Linked DNA regions of Hordeum vulgare: regions 2 and 3 are each linked to region 1. The links are chromatin contacts, called in public Hi-C maps. All regions are on one chromosome and are shown on one strand. Each heading gives the region's core, a stretch centred on a gene start, on an enhancer-like site or on the middle of the called end of the contact. The rest is flanking DNA. Distances are from core to core; before and after follow the strand shown.

The links. A called contact is a pair of places that touch in the nucleus more often than the background predicts.
Region 2: a Hi-C map of seedling shows a contact between it and region 1, with 6 times the contacts expected there. The contact joins the promoter of LOC123446215 here to the enhancer-like site in region 1. A contact is called at or near these places in 1 of 6 Hi-C or Micro-C datasets (seedling) and 1 of 1 datasets of contacts at active chromatin or transcription factors (embryo).
Region 3: a Hi-C map of seedling shows a contact between it and region 1, with 4 times the contacts expected there. The contact joins two enhancer-like sites. A contact is called at or near these places in 1 of 6 Hi-C or Micro-C datasets (seedling) and 1 of 1 datasets of contacts at active chromatin or transcription factors (embryo).

What each region holds. Positions count from the first base shown.
Region 1 is chr4H:107,847,174-107,849,894 of MorexV3_pseudomolecules_assembly, forward strand. No RefSeq gene overlaps it. Among protein-coding and RNA genes, the nearest start is that of LOC123448042, 180 kb to the right of the region's middle. Within about 2 kb of position 1,383, at least 3 of the 3 cell types and tissues checked have open chromatin away from gene starts, as enhancers often do. A contact at or near this core is called in seedling, where this site is marked.
Region 2 is chr4H:107,436,222-107,438,942 of MorexV3_pseudomolecules_assembly, forward strand. LOC123446215 (light-inducible protein CPRF2-like) reads right to left here and starts at 1,355. Exons shown (of 5, transcript XM_045122890.1): 1 at 1,175-1,355; 2 at 891-1,073; 3 at 705-782; 4 at 533-598; 5 at 43-432. The coding sequence starts at 1,354. The coding sequence ends at 331.
Region 3 is chr4H:107,540,662-107,543,382 of MorexV3_pseudomolecules_assembly, forward strand. No RefSeq gene overlaps it. Among protein-coding and RNA genes, the nearest start is that of LOC123446215, 100 kb to the left of the region's middle. Within about 2 kb of position 1,325, at least 3 of the 3 cell types and tissues checked have open chromatin away from gene starts, as enhancers often do. A contact at or near this core is called in seedling, where this site is marked.

The DNA.
Region 1 (2,721 bases), core at 133-2,632:
CAATTGTAGAAAAAAGAGTGAACATTATTTGAAGCCTAAACATGTATAAATTTTGTGAAAAAAAGATAGATCTTTTCAAAATTTAGAAAAAAATTGAATCACACATTTCTTCGAAAAAGTGAGCATTTTTAATAAAATTGTAAATATTTTGAAAACTATAATAAATTTTCAAAGACATAAAGAATTTTTTGAAAAAAAGTGATTAAAAAAATAGATTCTTTAAATGGAACATTTCTTGAAATTCCATACAAATTTTGGAAACAGGGACATGTTTGAAAATTCTGGAAGTTTTTAAAACTTTTGAGCAAATTTTCACAAGGGAACATTTCCAGAATTTATGAGCCAAATTTGAAAAAGGAATCATTCTTTGAAATTTCAAACATTTTTTTAAAGCACAGATATTTTTCAAAGTTCTAACGATTTTTGAACTCATGATGATTTTTAAAAAAGGGAACTTTTTTGAAAAGGAAATAAACATGAAAAAAACAGAAGAAAACAAGTAAAAAGATGAAAAGAAAAAAGAAAGAAAAAAATCATATGTGAACCGGACTAGAGCCTTAAGGTTCCTAAAACCAAGAAATCTTGTAATGCGAGTTGGGTCGTCCCATAAGTACGTTGCGTGTGCGAAACGATGACAATCTGACGTAATAACCGACAAATGATATTCCGGGATGGGAGGTTGCGCTCCGAGGTCTATCTGGCTCGACCGACAGGAATGTTAGGCCGATGCGGGCCGGGTCGACCGAGCATGTTGAGGAGGGACAACGGGACGAAGCGTCAACACATCTATGGGCGGTTACAGGAGCCGTGAAAATGGCTATCTCAGGATCTGTGATGTGTTGCACATGAAGGCAAGCAGATCCAGCGGGGTGGGGTGGGAACCAGAGGACACCGAGAGGTCGGGATCGGCCGGATCCAAACCGACGGAGGGCAAGTGAGGTAGGGAGCTCGTCGGCATTTTACACGATGTACGTTTTAATTGTACGCTGGAACAGTATTGTGATATATGTTGACTTTTTTAAAATACACAACATACTTTAAAAAATTGACATTTTTTCAAATACATGTTCAACAAATCTTATAATAACGTTGATTTTTTTATCGGGAATAATTTATTTGTAAAGCAACATGGTTTTCCCCCTGTTTATTTATTAGTTTTTCAACACATGTCTATCTTTTTTGTACACATTACAGATTTTTGTGTACATCAGGAACATTCTTTTATACAGGTTTAACAGTTTCTCTAAACAAGGTTACCTTTTCTCATTACATGTTTACCTGTTTCCCAAAATACTAACTTACCTATTAGCTACGTGGCCAAACCCACTTCATAGCAATGCGGCTCGAGCACACACTCGAGGGAACTCCTACCCGCGAATCCTATTTCACGCTGCAGGCACCGGTTAAAGTGCATTTTTCTTAACCGACGCCGGCATCATTCGGTTATGGGCCGGCCCATCGGGAGGGGGAGGTTTTCCGGTTTTCTGAAGGTTCTGGAAGCTTCCTGGCCTGGTTTTTCTTCGGTTTATCTTTTTTTCTTTACTCTTTTTATTACTTTTTCATTTTCATTTTCATTTTATATAATTTTTTATTTTTTCTATAAAAATCATTTTTGATTAACTTTTCTCAAACGAACAAAAAAAATTCCAAATCAATGAACATTTTTCTGAATTTTACGAATCTTTTATTAAAATTCCTAAACCTTTTTTGAATAATGATGAACTTTTTCCAAATTATGATGAACTTTTTTTAGATTTGGTGAACTTTTTTTAGATTTGGTGAACTTTTTTGTGAAATGTATGAACTTTTTTCAAGACTGATAAACATTTTTAAAGATTTGTGAACTTTTTTCCGTTCAACTAACATTTTAAAAACATTTTTCAAATTCATGAACTAATGTCCAAAATTCGTGAATTTTTTTTCAGATTACAGTGAGTTTTTCCAAATTTATGAAATTTTTGTTTCGAAATTTGTGAATCATTTTTCGATTTTATGAACTTTTGTGTTTAGTTTTTTGCTTTTCTATTTTTTATTAGAAAAACTATTCTGAAACTGGACCGGCCCATCATGCAGTGTGTGTGGGCGCTGGTTCTCGAAGCCGGACTGCGCGCTGCGGCAGGGGTCTCTCCCACGCATAGGGAGGCATCCGACTGGGCCGGCTCATCTTTTTTTGGTCCAAATAGATCGTACAATGTCCATTTTTTATATTTTTCCTTTTTTTCTTATTTGTTTCTTTTTTTGGCTCTATTTTCTTCCCGTTTTCATTTGTTTTTCTTTTATTATCAAAACGAACAAACTTTTAATTTCTAAATCATTTTTTTGAATACATGAATGATATTTAAATGAGAGAATGAAAATAAGCAGAATTGCTTTTTGAAAAATCCTGATCAAATTTAGAAGGGCGGAAAATAAATTAAAGCATGAACATTTTTTGAATCTTGAAAACAAAACTTTAAAAATAGAACAATTTTGAAAAAACCCCGAACAAATTTGAAAGGATGGAGAAATTTTGAAAGCACGAACATTATTTGAATTTTGAGAACAAATTTTGAAACCGACAAAATTTCTAAAAAAACATGAACATATTTGGAAGAGCAAACAATTTTTTAAAGAACAAACATCTTTCAAATCTTGAGAACAAATTTTGAGACCGAGAACATTTCTGAAAAAGCGTGAACTAATTTGGAATCGCAAACAATTTTTTAAAGCATCAGCATTTTT
Region 2 (2,721 bases), core at 105-2,604, 410 kb before region 1:
GAGAAAGAAAGCACATACCGAAAGAAGCAAAAGACAAATATAGAAGCAATGAGGGGCACATAAGTAGTATATTATTGTCCGAACATCACTGTCAGAGCAAAATGTAAATAATGTACAGACATCAGCGACTGACAGGCTCCTGGTTTGACCATAATTAGTAACGAGCATACTAAGGCGTACTGCAGCGATGACTGGTACTGTAGTCCTCTCGCGGGGGAACAACTGGAGCTGGATTGGAACATAATAGGTTCCCTTGTGGGATTTCTTTTCTTTCCTTTGGCCTAACAATGGTAGTAGGAGCAGTACTAATAATGGACGGGGAAAAGGATATTAAAGGAAGGAAAGCGAAAGCGATAGATGATGTGCCTGTTGTTTCAGCTGCTTGTTGGTCTCCTTGAGCGTCAGGTACTGTTCCAGCACCATGTCCTTCTCCTGCACCAGTTAATGGTTATTAAGCAACTTGATGTTGATCGTCGGATCTGGCATTTCAACATCTTCCAAGAATAGACATGATGGTGCTTAATTAGAGTACCTTCTTCATGTTCTCGTTCTGCGACGCTAAATCCGCGACTTTTCTCGCCAGTTCGTCTCGGATCGCCTGGACACGACGACAGGGTGCGAATCGTATCAGAATTAGACATGGTTGACAGGTGCCACGGCTGCTGTGGTGGTGGTAGGAGTAATAAATTTGCACAATTAATCACCTGGCGGCGGAGGATGGTTTGCCGGGCGGACTCCCGGTTGGCTAGCACGCGCCGCAGCCGCTTCGCCTCTTTCTCCGCCTGCAATGTTTCGTCGGTTGCCGGTTCAGAGTTCAGACGACGCCCCGGTGGATGGAGGTGTAGGTTGATCGATGCAACGTACTACTAGTAAGTGAGCGAGTTAATTACCTCGGTGAGCGTGTGCCGCGGTCTGCTGAGGCCGTATCCCGTCACGGCGGCGGACGACTGCGGCGGTTGCTGCCCGGCGCCGCTGGAGCTGCTGGAGCATGGGGAGGACTGGATGCCGACGTTGCCCAGCTCAAGGCTCAGCCTCGTGCTCGCCAGCTCCTCATCCTCTGCCTCCATCGCCGCCTGCTAACCCACCCACGGCCGGCCAAATCAACCCAAATCCTTCCAAACCGAAATCCAAAACAGGGCCAGCCAGCCAGCAAACCGGCGAAATCGATTACTACCTGGGCTTCTGGGGCGGCGGCGGCGTGGTGCGCCGGGAGCGGGCGGTCGGCGGCCGCTCCGGCCCCCGCCATGTCGGCCAGCGCCATGGCGGCGCGGAGCTCGACGTCGACGCTGGCGCCCCTGCGCCGACATTGCGCCTGGTGGCCGCCGTCGCTGCTGCTGCCGTGATCAGTCGGCATGGGGGGGGGGGGGGGGGGGGGCGCGGGGATGAGATCTCGAGCGCAAGGCGGAGAGCGGTGCCAAGCGAGAGTAGGGCGGGGCCCCTGCCCCCGCTTTAAATATCCTCTCCCCGGAGGCGGCGCGAGGGCCTCGGACAGGTGGTACCGTGCACCGGCGCCTCTGCGGAGCATCTGGCCCGTCCGGCGCGGCCACGTCGCGCGTATGCACAGGGGGTCCTCTATTCCCTCCACGCAGCAGCGGGCGCCGAGACACGTGGAGCCGCCGCGTGCAGCGCCCAGCATGCAGCGCGCGGGACGGCTCGTGGAACGAGGAGGCGGGTTGCGGGCCCCGGGGGCCAGCGGGAGCCCCCTCGTCGACGTGGACCGCGCAGCGGCACACGTGGCCCGGGCCGGAGCAAGGTGACTCGTCGCCGGGATGGGATGGGATGGAGATGGAGGAGCCCACAGGTCAGCAGGCCGGAGCAGCCGCCGCGTGTGAAGCCGGACGGGCGAGCGCCGGTGAGCGGAAGTGCCTAGAAGACCACGCAACTGGAGCCTTTGGCTGCGGTCGGAGCTGCATCGCACGCACGGGCAAAGCCAAAGCCAAAGCCTGTCAGATCTACTCCTATGCATGCATGCATGGTACGAGCACGGTTTTTGTTTCTCGTCCCAGTCTGCTCTGTTTTGGTGTGCCGATGCGAAGTATTGCTTCCTAATTAAGAAAAGATGATGTTCCCGTTTTCTTACACAGCAGCTAGCTAGCTAAAGGCCCTGTTTCGATCCCAGTGCTAGAGCTAGTTTGAGCTAGTTGGAGCTGAACTAACTCTCAAAGCATCCAAACACATGTGTTAGTTTCAGTTAAATGGAAACTAACCCACCTAAAAAACTATCTCTGAGATGAGGTGCCAATTGAAGCTAGTTATGGTGGACTCATAAAAAAAACTTTTTTTAGCCACACCGAATCCCTCCTCCTGTATCTTATCTCCCCCCATCTCCCCCTCTCCTCCGGCACCCACTCGTCACCACCGCCGGCCGCGCTCCCCCTGCCGGCCACGTTCGCCACCGCCGGCCACGCTCCCCCTGCCAACCGCGCTCGCCACCGCCGGCCGCGTTCGCCACCGCCGGCCGTGCTCGCCCCTGCAGGCCGCCGCAGCCCGCCCCGTCCCCGCTCACCACCAACGCCGCCACGTCCTCCTCCCGCATCAATTCGCCACCGCCGGCCGCGCTCGCCCCTGCAGGCCGCCGCAGCCCGCCCCCGCCGGCCGCCGCAGCCCGCCCCCACCCCCGCCCCGGCCGCGCTCACCACCAACGCCGCCACGTCCTCCTCCCGCATCCACTCGCCACCGCCGGCCGCGCTCGCCCCTGCCGGCCACCTCCGTCTCGTCCCG
Region 3 (2,721 bases), core at 75-2,574, 310 kb before region 1:
GAGACAAGGTGTTGCAGCATGGCTAGTGAAGCGGCAGCCGACGACACCCCATGATCTGAAAGGACGCGCCGCTCCTTTTTGGTTATGGTTTTATGGACTGGCATCTGAAATGACCACGGGGTGAGGGGGCGATGCCACTAAAGGCGAGATACGGCATGAGTGGAGCACCTCCTCCCCATTTTCCTAGACGTGTGTACTTCATCCCCCATGCTTCCTCCGACCTTGACCACTTCCTTCCTGCTCGAGCTGCCTCGGGATGACCATGAGACAACCTCCAAGCAACCACTCCTTCTCATGGGAAGACGACGGCTGCACTTTGGTAGCACAAGGGCGGGTGCAATTCGGCTGGCGGAGGCAAGCGGTGCACTTGCCTACGAAAAGAAAATGCCCCAACAACCGCACTGGAGTAGAGCCTCCCGACGCCTGCACCTGTAGTCGTCGGTGGTGGGAGGAGATTGCATAGGGAGAGGTCGAACCTTGTGACTGGAGGAAGGGTAGCATCGAGATTCCCTCATTCGCTCGATTTACCACCGGGCTGGCGCAAGGCTATTCGAGAGGCCATGTTGTTGACGGCGGGCCGAGGCCTTGTCATCGGGAGAGGATGGACGACGTTGCTTGTGGAGGTAGGCCAAGTGGTGGGCGGACTGGAAGCACGGCCGATGTGCTCCACACAGATGTACTCCGCACCGCACACGGGCATCTCGTGAACTTCGTGTGAATAAAGGATTGGTCGCCGCCGGCGGCCTCGTTGTGCTCGGGCGACACGGTTGCGAAGAGAGGGGAGCATCACCTATGGGGATCTCCCAGAAGCACCATCCGACCACCACGTGCGAGAGGGCGCGAATATGGGCCCTACACAAGCTCGAGCACGGGAAGAAGGTGGTTGTGGTGGGAGCCCGAGGTGGGGCACGTGAAGAAGGTGGGGGTTGCGCTGGTGGATCCCGTCCCCTCTGGCAACCATGGAGGCAAATCCGCCCGCCATGGAGTCGGATCCGATCTGGGGAAGGGGGCAGAGGAACGGCTCCGCACAAGATGGCAGCAAGGGGATGTACACAGGGGGCAGCACGAGGGCGGCGGAGGCACGAGGTCGCTTCATCCGGTGGCCGATGGCGCTCCGAATGCGAGGGGGCACCCTGGCCAGGCACGGCTGGTGTTGTGGTGGATGGGGCGCCTGCAGAGGTGGTGGCGGGTGGAGGTGGGGGATGGGGGATGGGAGAGGGAGATCAGTGCGGTGGGGAGGAAGCCCGCGGGGTGGCATTGGAGGATGGTGTGACGACCAGGGGGATCCCGTCGACCAGGAGAGAAGGAGTGTGAGGCGAAGAGGTGGGCACGAGCACGGGAAGAAGGAGGGTATGGGTGGGAGGGTGCTGCGAGGAGTGGGGGAGACGGGAAGGTGGGGGTGGGGTTGGTTTTTTCTGTTCACTTTGTAGTCGTGGTGAGGTTCGTTTCGGGGTGTTAGCAGAATAAGCTCGGTGTGTGTAGAATAAGGGTCTTAGAGCATCTTCAATAGCCTTTATATATTGGATTGATAAAAATTTGTTATAGCAAGAGGAGAAAGAAGGTTTACAAAGCTAATATGTTTTTGGTTTGGTAGCCCTTGTATATCGGATAGCTGTATTTGCACAAACACACAATGACATGTGGGGACATTTTGTCATAGACACATTACACACTAGCATATGTACATGTATATGTATACTAGCACAACTCGCATCCACGTACACATGCACACACGCGTGTACTTACACACATGCAGCGCACACACATACACATGTAGCACATACACGTACACACAAACACGCGCGCGCACACACACACGTACACATGCATCACCCACGCGTACATGAACACGTGCACACACGAACATACATGCAGACACACACATCGCACGCACATCATACACACTAGTACACGGACCCACCTGCCATTGAGACAAAGTGAGGCTTTAGGAGGCTTGTAAAAAATTTACAAACTGGCCTTTGGCTTGGCAAATATGCAAAGTGTGGGTGCAAATATAACAAGCTTTGTAAAAAAATGGTGGAGGACCACATATACAAAGCCTGTTGGAGAAGGTTTTTTGGCCAAGATTTGTAAAATAGCAAGTGAGTGCAAATATAAATAGGTTGTTGGAGATGCTCTTAGAGGGTGTTTGTAGAATAGACCCACCCTATATATGTATGTATGTATGTATGTATGTATATGATCTTGAAATCAAAGGTAACCGATTCTCGTGGTGATCTATTCGATGTAATCTTCTTTGCGATGAATTATGGGTTTATGATCAAATTATTCATGAATATTAACTGAGTATTTTCTTAATTATTTTAAGAATGATTATTATAGCTTCGTATTTCTCTTTGATCTATTAGTTTGGTTTGGACAACTAGATTGATTTATCTTCAGTGGGAGTGGTGCTTTGTGATGGGCTCAATCTCGCGGTGCTCAATCCACGTGACAAAAGGGGAGATGACACGTATTTGTATCGCTGCCATTAAGGATAAAACAATGGGTTTTATTCATATTTCTTGAGTTTACTTTGTCTACATCATGTCATGTTCCTCCAAGCATTATTGTGTTTCATACTTAATACTCTAGATGTATGCTGGATAGGGGTTGATGAGTGGAGCAATAGCACTACATGCAGGCATGAGTTAGTTTACTTTCTTATGGACATGATGCCTATATATATGATCATTTTATTGAGTAAATATTTCATAACTA